Regions from separate parts of the Anser cygnoides genome. Here regions 2 and 3 are each linked to region 1. A link is a contact called in public Hi-C data. All regions are on one chromosome and are shown on one strand. Each heading gives the region's core, a stretch centred on a gene start, on an enhancer-like site or on the middle of the called end of the contact. The rest is flanking DNA. Distances are from core to core; before and after follow the strand shown.

Evidence for each region. A called contact is a pair of places that touch in the nucleus more often than the background predicts.
Region 2: a Hi-C map of liver shows a contact between it and region 1, with 1.5 times the contacts expected there. The contact joins the promoter of MOB3A here to the promoter of OAZ1 in region 1. A contact is called at or near these places in 2 of 7 Hi-C or Micro-C datasets (both in liver).
Region 3: a contact with region 1 is called in a Hi-C map of liver, with 4 times the contacts expected there. The contact joins the promoter of MKNK2 here to the promoter of OAZ1 in region 1. A contact is called at or near these places in 2 of 7 Hi-C or Micro-C datasets (both in liver).

What each region holds. Positions count from the first base shown.
Region 1 is chr27:5,545,856-5,549,672 of Taihu_goose_T2T_genome, forward strand. OAZ1 (ornithine decarboxylase antizyme 1) reads left to right here and starts at 1,986. Exons shown (of 6, transcript XM_048077751.2): 1 at 1,986-2,185. The coding sequence starts at 2,070. It overlaps LOC125184497 (a long non-coding RNA gene), which reads right to left and starts at 1,855. Exons shown (of 3, transcript XR_007168605.2): 1 at 1,585-1,855; 2 at 1-132.
Region 2 is chr27:5,360,462-5,364,836 of Taihu_goose_T2T_genome, forward strand. It overlaps MOB3A (MOB kinase activator 3A), which reads right to left and starts at 2,157. Exons shown (of 4, transcript XM_048077661.2): 1 at 1-2,157.
Region 3 is chr27:5,342,248-5,346,408 of Taihu_goose_T2T_genome, forward strand. It overlaps MKNK2 (MAPK interacting serine/threonine kinase 2), which reads right to left and starts at 1,321. Exons shown (of 14, transcript XM_066984042.1): 1 at 1,234-1,321; 2 at 947-1,128. The coding sequence starts at 994.

The DNA of each region.
Region 1 (3,817 bases), core at 736-3,235:
GTTTGGCAATACACTTTGTTCCATCACAGTCAATCAGAGCAGTTTCAGGACACAGAAGGAGGGTGGGGATTTAGACACTTATTCTTGTTCAAAGTGGAACCAATCAATGGTTTATCCATGTGCTCAGAGCTCCTGGATGGGAACATTTTAAAGCAAATAAATATAAACAACACAATAAAAATATTATATATGTATACTCAGATGCAGCTACAGTACCTGAAGGCAATAAACAGGCTTGTTGTAGCCCGGGTTGAACAAAAAAGAAAGAATACAGACATCTACATTTTTATACAAAACCATGATTTTTTTAAAAAAATCATTACAATGTATCTTTAGTAGTTTTCTTTGGCTCTATAAAAATCTTTTTTTCCACTTCATTTACAAGGCATACCTGCCCACAAACTCAATTCAGCATCATGTAAACCTTTATTTTAGCTTTCTTTCAGTGTAGGACAGTAACATCCACCACTTAGGATGTGTCCTGACTTGCACGATGTGCTTCTGGCTTGGTTTTTAGAAAGGGGCTGGTATCACCTAGTAAGCAATAGGCTGAAATGTTCAGAACGGACTGAGTCAAAGATTGGACCAGGGAATTCTCATGTATTTATTTTCGTACACATTTGACTGCTGCTTTCTTTTCAATTTAAGAAGGCGTTTACACCTGTATTGTCCAGAAGAGATCTGGGCTGTCTGAAACACTCAGCCTTTCCTTCAGACCTTGCTCTCGCAGTGGGGTGCAAAGACGCAGCTGTGCCTCGAAGCCTCGGGTTCCCACAGCGCTTGCAGGAGATCAGAAGCGCCGTGCAAGTTATCAGGGGAGCTTTACGGTTCGTCACGGGGCTCGGGGAGCAGGTTAGCGTCTGCTATGTAAATAACCAGCCTTTATTTGCTTCCTCATTGAAGGTACAGCACGAGGCTTTTTTCTGTTCAGGTTACTAAGAGTCACTACCCAGACAACTTGAAAATTATACACCGCACAGTGGCCAGAATAAAACACAAACTGAAGGTAAACGCGACGTTGCGATTCTAGCATCAACCAAGGATGGGCGCACCAAAAAGAGGTCACACTCCCGGCCTATTCCTCCTGGGACTCCCCGCCCTGTACTTGGGTGACTGGTTAATTATTTTTTTTTGACGTTTCTCTCAGCATCCAGCCTATAGGACTACAGAGAATGGCCTCAAGTTGCACCAGGGGAGGTTGAGGTTGGAAATTAGGAGGCATTACTTCTCAGAAAGAGCAGTCAGGTGTTGGGACGGGTTGCCCAGGGAGGTGGTGGAGTCACCGTCCCTGGGGGTGTTTAAGGAGAAGTTGGATGTGGTGCTTGGGGACGCGGTTCAGTTGGCGATAGTGGTGGGAGGGGAATTTTCATCTTGGAGGTCTTTTCCAACCCTAATCATTCTATTAATTCTATGATGCCCATGCAGGGCAAGCCTGAAGCCGCAGGAGCCATCCCCTTGTAGGACCTATCGGGGCCCCAAGCCTACGGGCCGCTGAGGGCACCCTCAGGGACACCGCCTCTCCCCTCCCCCCCCGCCGCGCATGCGCCAGGCGCGGCCCGGCCCCTCCCTTTCCCCGCAGTTTACCTCAGCCAGGCGGAGGCGCCGGACGCGGGGCTCGAACCGGCGTCCCTGCGATCAGCGAGGGTTGCGACACCGTACCGAAGCCTCCCAGCCCAGCCCCGCCCCGCCCCGCCAGATCCCGCCCACCCGCGGAGGCGTAGCCAATCGGAGCTCTCCGTGACTCCCAGTCTCGTCGCCTTTCCAACCAGCGCCGAACTCCTCGCGCTGTCGGCCAATAGGGAAAGAGCTCGATGTTCCGCCCCCGCTCTCCCTTTAGCCAATGGGAAGCGAGGCTTTCTAAGTGACAGTTGGGCCGTTCCCGCACGGGAGCTCTTTCCTGTTCGGGGGCGTGGTCTGCTCCGGGGGGGCGGTACCACATGGGGGGGCGTGGCCGCACAGAGGGTATATAAGGACCCACTGCGGCCGGGGTGCCATTTTGTGTAGCAGCGCCTGGAGAGCGGCCGGCGGGAGGCAGCGGAGGGTTTCGGGGTTCGGACCAGAGCGGCCGGATGGTGAAATCCTCCCTGCAGCGGATACTCAACAGTCACTGCTTCGCTAGAGAGAAAGAGGGGAATAAAAGCACCATCATGCCCGCCGTGCTGAGCCTCAGTACCGGACAGAGCAGGTGAGGGGCTGGGGCCTCGCTCAGCCTTTGCACCGCAGGGCGTTCGCCGCTGCCTCCACTCCCCCCCCCCCTCCTCCCCCGCCGGCTCTGGTTTTCTTCCTCCTCCTCCTCCTCCTCCCCCCCGGACCGGGGGCAGGGCTGCTCCGTGGTGGGGGCGGGCCCTGCGGCCTGGCCTCCTCCCCCGTAAAAGAAGGGGGGGGGGGGGGGGAGGGGAAAAAATACAAAAAAAATTACTATTGTTTCTTAATTTTCAGACGTCTAAGGCAGCGCCGTAAGGTCGGTTACGCCCCTAGCCGTGCCAGGGGACACGTCCGAGCCCCCCCCTCACACACAGCCGGGCCCGGGCAGGCGCCCCCCGAGCCCCCTCGCGGTGCCACGTTAGCGGCAGGCCCCGGCCCCGCGCTGGGCTCAGCCGAGGGGGGAAGGCTGGGGCAGGGCACCCCCGGCCCCTCGGGGGGCTGATCCGCCGTACCCCCCCCTCCCCGGCGGGGTAACGGGGGGAAAAGGCTCCTGAAGACAAAAGGCACGGCCCCCAGGGGGAGAAAAGGCAGGATTAGGCAGAGAGGGGAAAGGGCTGGAAGCTGTTAGCCCCTTACGTAAGCGCAGATATTCTGGAGAAGTAATCGAGGTGCTGAGCCTAAAGCAGAACGTAAGGCTGTTACGGGAGCTCTCAATTTAAAAGCCAACGGAAGGATTAAACAATCCTAACAGATGCTGGGGAGAAGAGATCTGGATCGGGGTGACGGGGCTGCAGTGATGGAAGCTTAGGACGTGGGTCTGCCCTGAATAAAGAGAGTGAAGAACAGACCTGGTGTGTGCATTGTGAGACCAGCCCTAGAATGCTACAGAAAGCTGTTTTTATACTTAACTGCAGGTTAAAGAGAGGTGATTTTTTTTTCAAGAGGAGTAAGATTACCCAAACATCACGAAAATATATTCTCAGTTATAAACTGTAGACAGCCTTCATTATATAGTGCTTTTCATTGGGTGAAAGGTGAAATCATAAAGGATTACTACTGCACAGTTCTGAACAAGGTGTTCAAAGGCTTATTTGTAAGGCTAATTAGGAATACGTAGATCTGCAATCATTCTGAAATAAAATAAGTAATGCTAGTATTAAAATCATTTCAGAGAGTCTAAAATAATGGATTGAACACATTTAATTGAGATTGAGCACATTATAATTTTTAGTTTAATAGCTTCATAGCCGCTGTGCTTACTAATGCCTTCTGGCATTTAATATTTGACCTATATGGCTATTCATTGCCTTTCTAATACGGATTATTCATCACAGATTCCAAGCTCATTAAAAATTAAACTCGTATGAACTGTGCAAAATGGTGGATTATTTTGTACATGTTTATTCTGATTTGCAAATGGCTGCTGGCACTCACAGACAGGACGATTGTGAAAATTTCCCTAAGGGCCTCGATTGCTGCATCTGCTGAGATGACGCAACTCAAGAGTGAGCCTGCAGGGTGAAGGATGGTGCAGAGGGAGGGGCCAGGCGGCACAGCGATTGCTGTTCCTACAGTAGAAGGCTTATTCACAGCCAAGCAGGCTTAGAGATGGGATGAAACAGCACACACAGAAGAAATGTTTCATATCTGAAGATAACATTCTTCACCTTAA
Region 2 (4,375 bases), core at 907-3,406, 190 kb before region 1:
CGTCCATTAGAGCCTGCATAATTACCGATCTGGGGCCAATTTTCCTGCCCCTTACGTGCCATCTGCATCTATTGCAACGTCAGAGGCACGGCTGTGTTGGAAGGCTTCCACGGGTTGCACTTACACAGCTTCGGCCAGATCACGGCTGCGTGTGGAGGCAGAGCTCATCTGCTGCTGGCTCCGCAGATGCTGCCTTGAGCCGACAAGCTGGGTCACGACTCCGGGAGACAGGTTAACTGCACAGACAAATATTTCTAGGATAAACCATACTCCGTGGGTGGCTGACGGCACGCTCAGAGCAGCTCTTTTCAAGGTCTGCAGGGCTGTATTTTGAAGGCGGCTCGTTCAGGAACACCTTTTGCTGCCCTTCAGCCCAGTTCTGCCCCTCACCAGGGGACTCGTAAGGGGCAGCGCGGTATTTATCGAGTCCGAGCTGTGAACTACACATTTCTTCCTGCTTTCACAGTTTCCACATGATCATCCTCACTGAGCAGGGGCATTTTTGAACCAGCAGCGGTTTCCTCTAACTTCAGGATCTGCCCGAGCGGCAGGGATGGCTGATTTGGAGCGCGAGTCCTGCCTTCGGGAGGTGTCCCCCAGGGAAGGGGCCAGGGCACGAGCTGGCCGCACGGCCAGGGCCAGTCCCACGGACAGTGCCGCTTCTCCCCACGTTAGCATCATGCTTTTAAAAGAAAGCCGTATTGTTTCCTGCTGAAAGCGGGTGCCCACGAGGCCTGCTCCTCTCCTCCACGAGGAGATGTGGCAGCGGCCCAGCACACTAACGTGTCTCCGGGCAGCAAAGGCAAGGAACAAGCCCACTGATGTGGAGCTCGAGATCACCTCAAGACAAACCACATCATAAGACCTCCTGCATACAGTGAGGAGGAAAAAAGAAAAAAAAGGCCCAGACAGCAACCCCAACGTAAGCCTGCAGTTAAGATCAAGAACAATTACGGTGGCTTTCAGCTTAGTAACGGGTCTTACTCAGCTTCTGCTTCCAACTGGAGCACGTATCGGATGGCTCCAGCTCATTTTCTGTTCCCCAGAAGCCGGAGCAGAGGCACACAGCCAGGGCCATCGTTCACCCAAATCCAGCCCCTACCTGGGCTGGGAGCTGGGGGTCTCCTGCAGCCGCTGCATGGGTGCTGGTGGCAGGGAGCAGAGGGCAGGCTCCTGACCAGCCTCACGCTGCCCTGCAAGGAGGTCTGCGCTGCCACAGGGTGGGAGGACAGCCATGCAGCCCCCAAGAGGATGGGGGCAAACACCAAGCACGGTCACTGCAGGAGTTCAGCCCAGCAGCACTCGAGCCCCGGCTGTGCAGGGCCAGACAGCACAAAGGGACACCCGTCAGCATCGCCATCTTCACCTCTTCTCAGAGAGACTAAATAACGACAAAGCGTCTACTGACTCCATCTAGACTTCTACAAGAAGTCAAAGCCACCACAGCTGGATGGATGTGCATGCTTACAAAGGTTTTCTTATGGCCTTCGTCGTCCCTGTTCCCCCCCAGGGGGGTTGTTGGGCTCCCTCCCCTCTGCTCCCCGTGCACTTGGTGTTCTCGGAGCAGCAATTCACCCAGGAGCCCTCCATCATTTCATCGCGAGCTGAGCAGCACTTTCAGCGCAGCATCAGCTCCAGAGGGAGCAAGAAGCAGCGCAAGACAGGAGTCGCAGATAACGCTGCCTCCGAGGGGCATCTGGAGAAGGGCAGACGAACGTGCAGCCTAAGGTGCATTCTTCACTGGAAGCATTAGCTGGATATTACGTATTTCTAAAGATAATCTCCTAAACCTCCAGCAAAGCTGGTTATGGATCCACTTAGAGCAGCATTTATGGCTCAAGTATCACAAAGTACCTTCCTGCCTTACAAGAAATTAAAACTCAGAAGTTGAAGGCAATTCTTCTCCCAGATCTGAACTCTTGTGGCCAGGACGGGTTAGGTTTTGCAATCTCCTCTCTGACCCCACATGCTTTCACTGCTGACAAGGGAAACATTTTTCCTCTGTGTACTGCGGCCATAGAGATCTCTGGCCCACGTACAGAGAAGCATTGGTTACAAAACACCGTTACGTCAACCTCCAGTCCGACCTCCACAAACAGAGCTAATCGTGCCACTTCGGTCTGGGTGGCACTTCACATCCCATCAACGGAAGGGCCACGTTACAGCCAAACGTGGCCACAAAAGCATCTGGCAAGCAGCTCCGTGACAGAGGCCAGCTAAGCCACAAGGGAGGACTTTGCTCGAGATGACGAGCACGCTTCAAGCTCGCCGAGCCCCAGCCGAAGGGACAGGAGAGCCCAATGTCCGTTCTGACTATGGCACAGTCAACTGTGCAACCTCAACAGGTCCGGAGAGAACCCCAGACCCTAAAAGTGAGCCAGGCACAGGGAAACTGCTCCCTGCGCAGCGTCTGGGCCCAGATCTCCTGTGCAAAGCAGGAGCATCAGTTTCTGCTTCCCCGCCACCAACCTGGCGTGAGCTCCCAGCACTCCTCTCCTCCCTTCTGGGAGTTTAAAGAGGTTCTGAGCCTGCTCGCCCTCCTGACCGAGTCAGCTTTGCAGGGACGTGACTAAGACAGAAACTGAATCTAAGACACGGAATACGGGGTCCAAGAAACGACGAGAGATAAATGCAGAGCTGGATGCGAGCCCAAAGCTCTGTAAAAGAAGCAGAGTGCAAGGACAAAGCACTGGGGACTGCGATAAACAGGTGGCTGGGGAAACTTTGCGTCTCCTAGCAAAAAAAAACAACTGCCCTGCAACTTAGCGGAACAATTCCAGACTGGAAAGGGTTTTAAACAAAGGGATAGAAATGAAGGACGCGTGGCCGCTCTTCGGGTCAGAAGGGGACCCTGCCTCTCGCTAGCACGGGGAGGCTTTCCCAACCTTCCCAACCTCCTGCGACAGGCGCCGGACACCTTCCCAGCCCTCCCCGCCCCGAGGGCTTCCTGCCCTGTCCTCTTCATCCCTCCTGGCGCGCACCCCAGATTTCTTTTAGACGGCGACAGGGGAGATTTAGGTCGGAAATTAGGAGGAAGTTTTTCGCTCAGAGGGCGGTGAGGCCCTGGCACGGGTTGCCCAGGGAGGCTGCGGACGCCCCATCCCTGGAGGCGGCTCTAGCGGGTGGGCACCCTGCCCGGAGCGGGGGGGGGGGAACCGGGAGATCTTCGAGGTCCTTTTCAACCCGGGCCGCTCTGCGGGTCTATGAGGTGATTCCGGGAAGGAGCTCGGGCGGATGCGCTGCAGGTGAGCCCGGAGCGGGCCTGGCTCCTGCGGCCCCCCCGCGGCTGAGGCGCCGGGCGGCGGGGCTGGAGGGGGGGGGAGGACCGGGAGGGAAGGAAGGAAGGGCCGGGGGGCGGCAGGGCGGAGGGCAAGGACCGGGGGGAAGGAAAGAAGGAAGGGAGGAAGGAAGGACTGCAGGGAAGGAAGGGCCGGGGGGCGGCAGGGCGGACCGGGGGACCCTCACCAGCAGCCCCCCGAGCCCCAGGGCCGGCCGGGAGGCCACGAGGCCGCCTTTCCACGCGAGAAAATAAATAAATAAAACAAACTCAAACCAGCCAAAATCGTTAGCGGAGAGCTGCAGGGGGCTCAGCGCGGCCCCGGGGACCGCCGGGCGGGGCTGGGAACCCCCCGGCGGGGCTGGGGACCCCCCGGCGGGGCCCCCTTTCCCCGGCGCTGCCCACCCCCCCCCGGCCCTCCCCCAGCCCCCCCGCACCTGGCCGGCCGCAGTTAGTCCGTGGCGGCGCGGAGGCGGCGCCCCTCGTGTGGCCGCAGCGCAGCTCCTCGCGCTCCTCCTCCGCGCGCCCCGGCCCCGCTCCGCCGGCGGCTGCCGGCACTACTTCCTCTTAAAGGGGCCGCCCCCCTCCGGCGCGGCGGGGAGGGGCCGGGGAAGAGGCCGGTTCCGCTTCGTTTTCTTTTTTTTTCACCTCGTTTTATGGGATGGGAACCCTCCTGGGGGTGAACCACTGCCGCTGTTAATGACCCTTCCAGCTTTTATTACCCTTTTTTCCTTTTTATCCTATTATCCTTTTTTTAATCTTTTTTTTTTTCTTTATTTATTTTTAATCTAGCTGTTTAAACTCCTGAGCAGAGGAACCGTTCCCGCCTCTGCCACGCCTGGAAGCTGGAAAGCGGCAGCAGCCCGGCTGCAATTCCCAGAGGAAATTCCCAAACCTCCATCGCCCCGAACTTCCCCCCTGGGCCCCGCAGCCCCAGCCCAGTCCCGCAGGGGCCGGGGTCTGACTGGGGCCAGCCCGGGCTCCCCAAACCCTTAAACCCCCTCCTGCAGCCCGGGTTTGGCCCTACGAGGTTTTAGGGGCTCAACTCCCCCCCCTTTTTGTGTCAGGATCGGCGAGCGGCCCCGCAGGGCTGCGAGG
Region 3 (4,161 bases), core at 71-2,570, 200 kb before region 1:
TGCAAAATGAAGAATTGCCCTGGGCTGCCAGACCCGCCCCCCCCGTGCCGTGCACCACGGCCTCAGCATCAGGGCCTCTGTGTGTGCCCCCCCAGCCTTGCCAAGCGGCACCGTGGGCAGGATGAGGTCGCCCGTGCCGGCTGCCGCAGCCTCGGCACACAAAGGTCTGGGGGATGGGGAGCGACCGCCACGCACCAGCTCCATCGCACGGCTGAGGTGTCCCCCCCGCGGCCCCGGCCACCGAGGAGGGGGTGAGCGAAAACCCAGCCAAAAGCCTTAAAAGCAGGATTAGGTGTCAGCTAAAATAACCCGGGCAGGTTGCAGATGATCTCCCGGCATCCCTTGAAGCGCTCGCAGCCAAACTAAACAAAGATCCCATGCAGCCCCGGCCCCGCGCCGAGACAAGAGGCAGCATTGAGAGCAGCGGGGTGGCCGCAGGATCCGTCCCCTCCCGCGCACCCCGACCTTGACAGCGGCCGGGATGGACACAGGGATACGGCCGGGACGGACGCGGGGGTAGGACGGCGCCCGGCCGCAGCGGTGCAAGCAGGGACGTGCGCTCCGTGCTGCCAGGATCCGGCCCTCTTGCAAGACTCTTGCACGACAGGTCCCGCCGCAGGGCCTGGTGGGTGCCGCGCTCCCACCTGTGTGCCCGGGGTGTCGCGGCCCCGTGCCGCAGCCTGACACCCCCACGGGGCTTTGGGGCACCGAGGGGAGCGGGGACGCCCGCCCCACGCCCACCCCAGGAGCTGAGCTGCGCCCCAGCACCGCAGCAGGGCAGGATCCGTCCCTCTGCGGCTCATGGGGCGGCGGTGGGACCGGAGCTTCTGCCTTCCTCCAGGTGCTTTTGGGGGCAGCGTGGGGGCGGCTCGGCCCCCCGGCAGGTGACGGGGCGTAACGCAGCGCACCGCAGCGAGCAGGATCCGGCCCGGCCCCCCCGCGTTACCTTGAAGGAGCGGTGGAACCCCTGGATTTCCGACTTCTTCTGCACCATCTTGCTGCGGGGGGGGGCGGCGGGGGGCGGCGTTGCTGGTACAAAACGAGGGGGCGAATAAAAACGGATGGGGGGGGGGGCGGGAAGGGGGGGGACGGGCAGAGCTGGAGAGGAGCCTGGGGGGTGGCTGAGACCTGCGGGGAAAGGAGGCCAAAGGGGGGGGGGGTCAGAAGGGTCTCACACCCCCCCCCCCCCTTTGCGCCCCCCCCCCCCCGGCCCCGCAGCCCCCCCCCGCTCACCGGCGCGGCCCCGCAGAGCCGCCGCTGCTGGTGGTAGCGCAGCCCGCACCGCCGCCCGCTCCGCTCCGCTCCGCTCCGCCGCCGGGGGGGGGACACGGCGCCGCCGCCCCCGCCGCTTTTATAGCCCCGGCCCCGGCCCGCCCCCACCCCCCGGCCCCGCCCCCCCGGCCCGGCCCGCCCCCCCCCCCGCCGGGACCCCCCCGCGCTGCACCCGCGGAGCAAAACAGCCCCCCCCGGGCACCCCCTGCTGCACCAGGGGCACCCCGCCGGCACCCCCTCTCCTGGGCACGGGGACTGAGCCCCCCCCGGGCACCCTGCGCTGCGCCCCCAGGGACAGGGACCCCCCAGCTGCAGGGACCCTCCCCCAGGTGCAGGGACACCCCCCCCAGGGGCAGGGACAGGGGCAGGGACACCCCCTCCTGCAGCCCAGGACGGGGGCACTGCCACGGGGGACCCCCAGGGACATGGGTGCCCCCTCCCCCCCAGGAGCCCCCCAACTCGTGCCACGAGCGGGGCCTGTGCTCAGCACCAGGCCTGCATGGGGGGGGGGGGGGAACAGGCACAGGGTCACGGCCCCCCCCCGGTCCCCACAGGCCACCGAGGCCCCTCAGTGGTGTGGGACGGGGGGGCTCGCGAGCGGGGACCTCCCAACTCCACGCTCGGTGGCACTACGGGAGGCCGGGGCTGCGTGGGTGTCCCTGCGTATGTGTGCCCCCCCCCTTGCATGTGTGGCCCCCCCCTTGCATGTGTGCCCCCCCCCCCGCTGCGTGACGCCAGCCCGAGCTGAGAACAGACGCGCTCGTTGCGCCGAGCGGCAGCGCAGGGCCCAATGGCTGCGGCACCGCGGTGCATGACTTCACCGGCCGCGCCGCGCATTGGCTGCACGCCCGCCGCCGCCGCCATTGCGCACCCAAGGGGCCCCCCCCGGCCCCGTGCTGCTGCCCCCCCAGCCCCGCAGCCCCCCGCCGTCACGCTCGCCCCCCACCCCTCTTCCTTCCTCCTTCTCCCCCTCGTCCCGTTGGGGATGTTTTGCTGCAGCCCCCAGTGCCACCGGTGCTGGCCTGGCTCGGGGCCACCGCGGTGGGGTCACGGGGCCCTCACCGCCCCGCTGTGGGCCCAGACCCTGCAAATCAGCAAAATTCCCTGCTTTTGGCAGGCCTGGGCTGCCCTTCCCACGTCCCACCCTCCAGCAAAGCAGATGGGGTGAAGCAGACACCCCAGACCTCAGACTGCTGCCCTGCTAACGAGGGGTCCCCAATTAACCCAAGCTGGTGCGGGGGGTGGGCAGGGCTCGGGGGGATACAGGGGATTTGTGGGGTTTTGTCCTCTGAGGCTTGCAGAAGGGACGGGGGATGGAGCCACGGGGTGCGCTGGCTGCTGGCACCCGTCGGGCGGTTCCGGCGCAGGCAGAGGAGCCACATGCCTCCCAAATTGCGCACGCCGCCATGTAGGTCACCGGGCCGGTAATGACAGGGTGGCAGCGCTGGCACCCGCAGCCCCAGCAGGGCCACCCGCGGGTGCCTGGTGCGGCGAGGACACCTGGGGACGCCTGGGAGCTCGCCCAGCCCATGGGGACCCATTGTCATGGGGAGCTGGAGCAGTGTGTGTGCGCTGCGTGTGCTGCGTGTTCTGCACGTGCACTGCATGTGTGCTGTGCGCACTGTGTGTGCTGCATGTGCACTGTGTGCTTAGCGTGTACTTGCTGCACATTCATTGCGTGCTCTTTGCGTGCTCACTGCAAGCTCTGTGCATGTTTGGTGCATGCTCTGTGCATGTTTGGTGCATGCTCTGTGCATGTTTTGGTGCATGCTCTGTGTGCTTGTCACGTGGCCTTTGCATGACCAATGCTTCCTGGATGCTTGGTGCACACTGTGCTTGCCACACACTCACTGCACACTCATTGCATGTCTGCACACTGACTGCACGCTGCAGTCACTGCACGCTCACTGCACGCTCGCTGCACGCTCACTGCACGCTCACTGCACACACCCTCCACGCTTGCCACACGCACTGTATGCTCACTGTTCGCTCCCTGCATGTTCCTGGGCTCACTGCACGGTCACTGCGTGCCTGCTGCATGCTTGCTGCACGCTCTCTGTGCGCTGTCTCCTGGATTCTACCTGACCCACCAAAGGCCCCAACCCACCGCCCCTTCTGGGGCCTAGAGCGATTTGGGGCTTTGGCCTGGGGGCATCCCTGCACCCCTGCTCCCACGGCTGCAGCGCTCCCGGGGGTCCAGCAGGAGGGGTGGGGGCAACGCCGGTGCCCTTTCAAACTGGAGCTGGGGTGGAAAGAAGCAGCGGAGCGCAAGGGGCTGCTTCCTCCAGCCGTGGGCGAGGTTTGCAGCCAGGCATGGCGAGAGCATCGGGGCTGGGCTGCAGGGGCAGGGAGCAAGCAGCACCCATGGGCACTGGGGGCCAGGGGGGGCCGAGCAGGACCAGGGGTGCTCCCTGCTGCAGCTTTGGTGCTGTCACCCAAGGGAGATGCATGCGCGCGGCAGGCTGGCGTGTGCAAAAGCACGGGCATGCGTGTGCAAGAGCAATGCAGGAGGTGCGCAGAGCATCGCCCCGCCTGGGTGCTTGCACACACACACGCATGTGCAGCTGGCACGTATGCACGCACACACACAGGTGCGGCCTCTCCAGGTGCATCCCTGTGAGCTGCATGGCCACCCAAGGGCTCACGCGCACACCAACACATGTACATGCACACTCACACACGTGTAAATGCTGCAGTGGAGAAAACCCAAATTTTGATGCATTGGAGACCTCGGACAGGGCTTGGTGCTCCTGGGGACCGGGCGCACGCAGGCGGCAGAGCCGTGCTCTGCAATCGGCCGAGGGAAAACAGGAAAGCGAGCGGGGCCGTGCCGGAAACCGGCTATTGTTGGAGAGAGGAGCGAAGGGAGCGTGAGTCACGGGGGAGGGA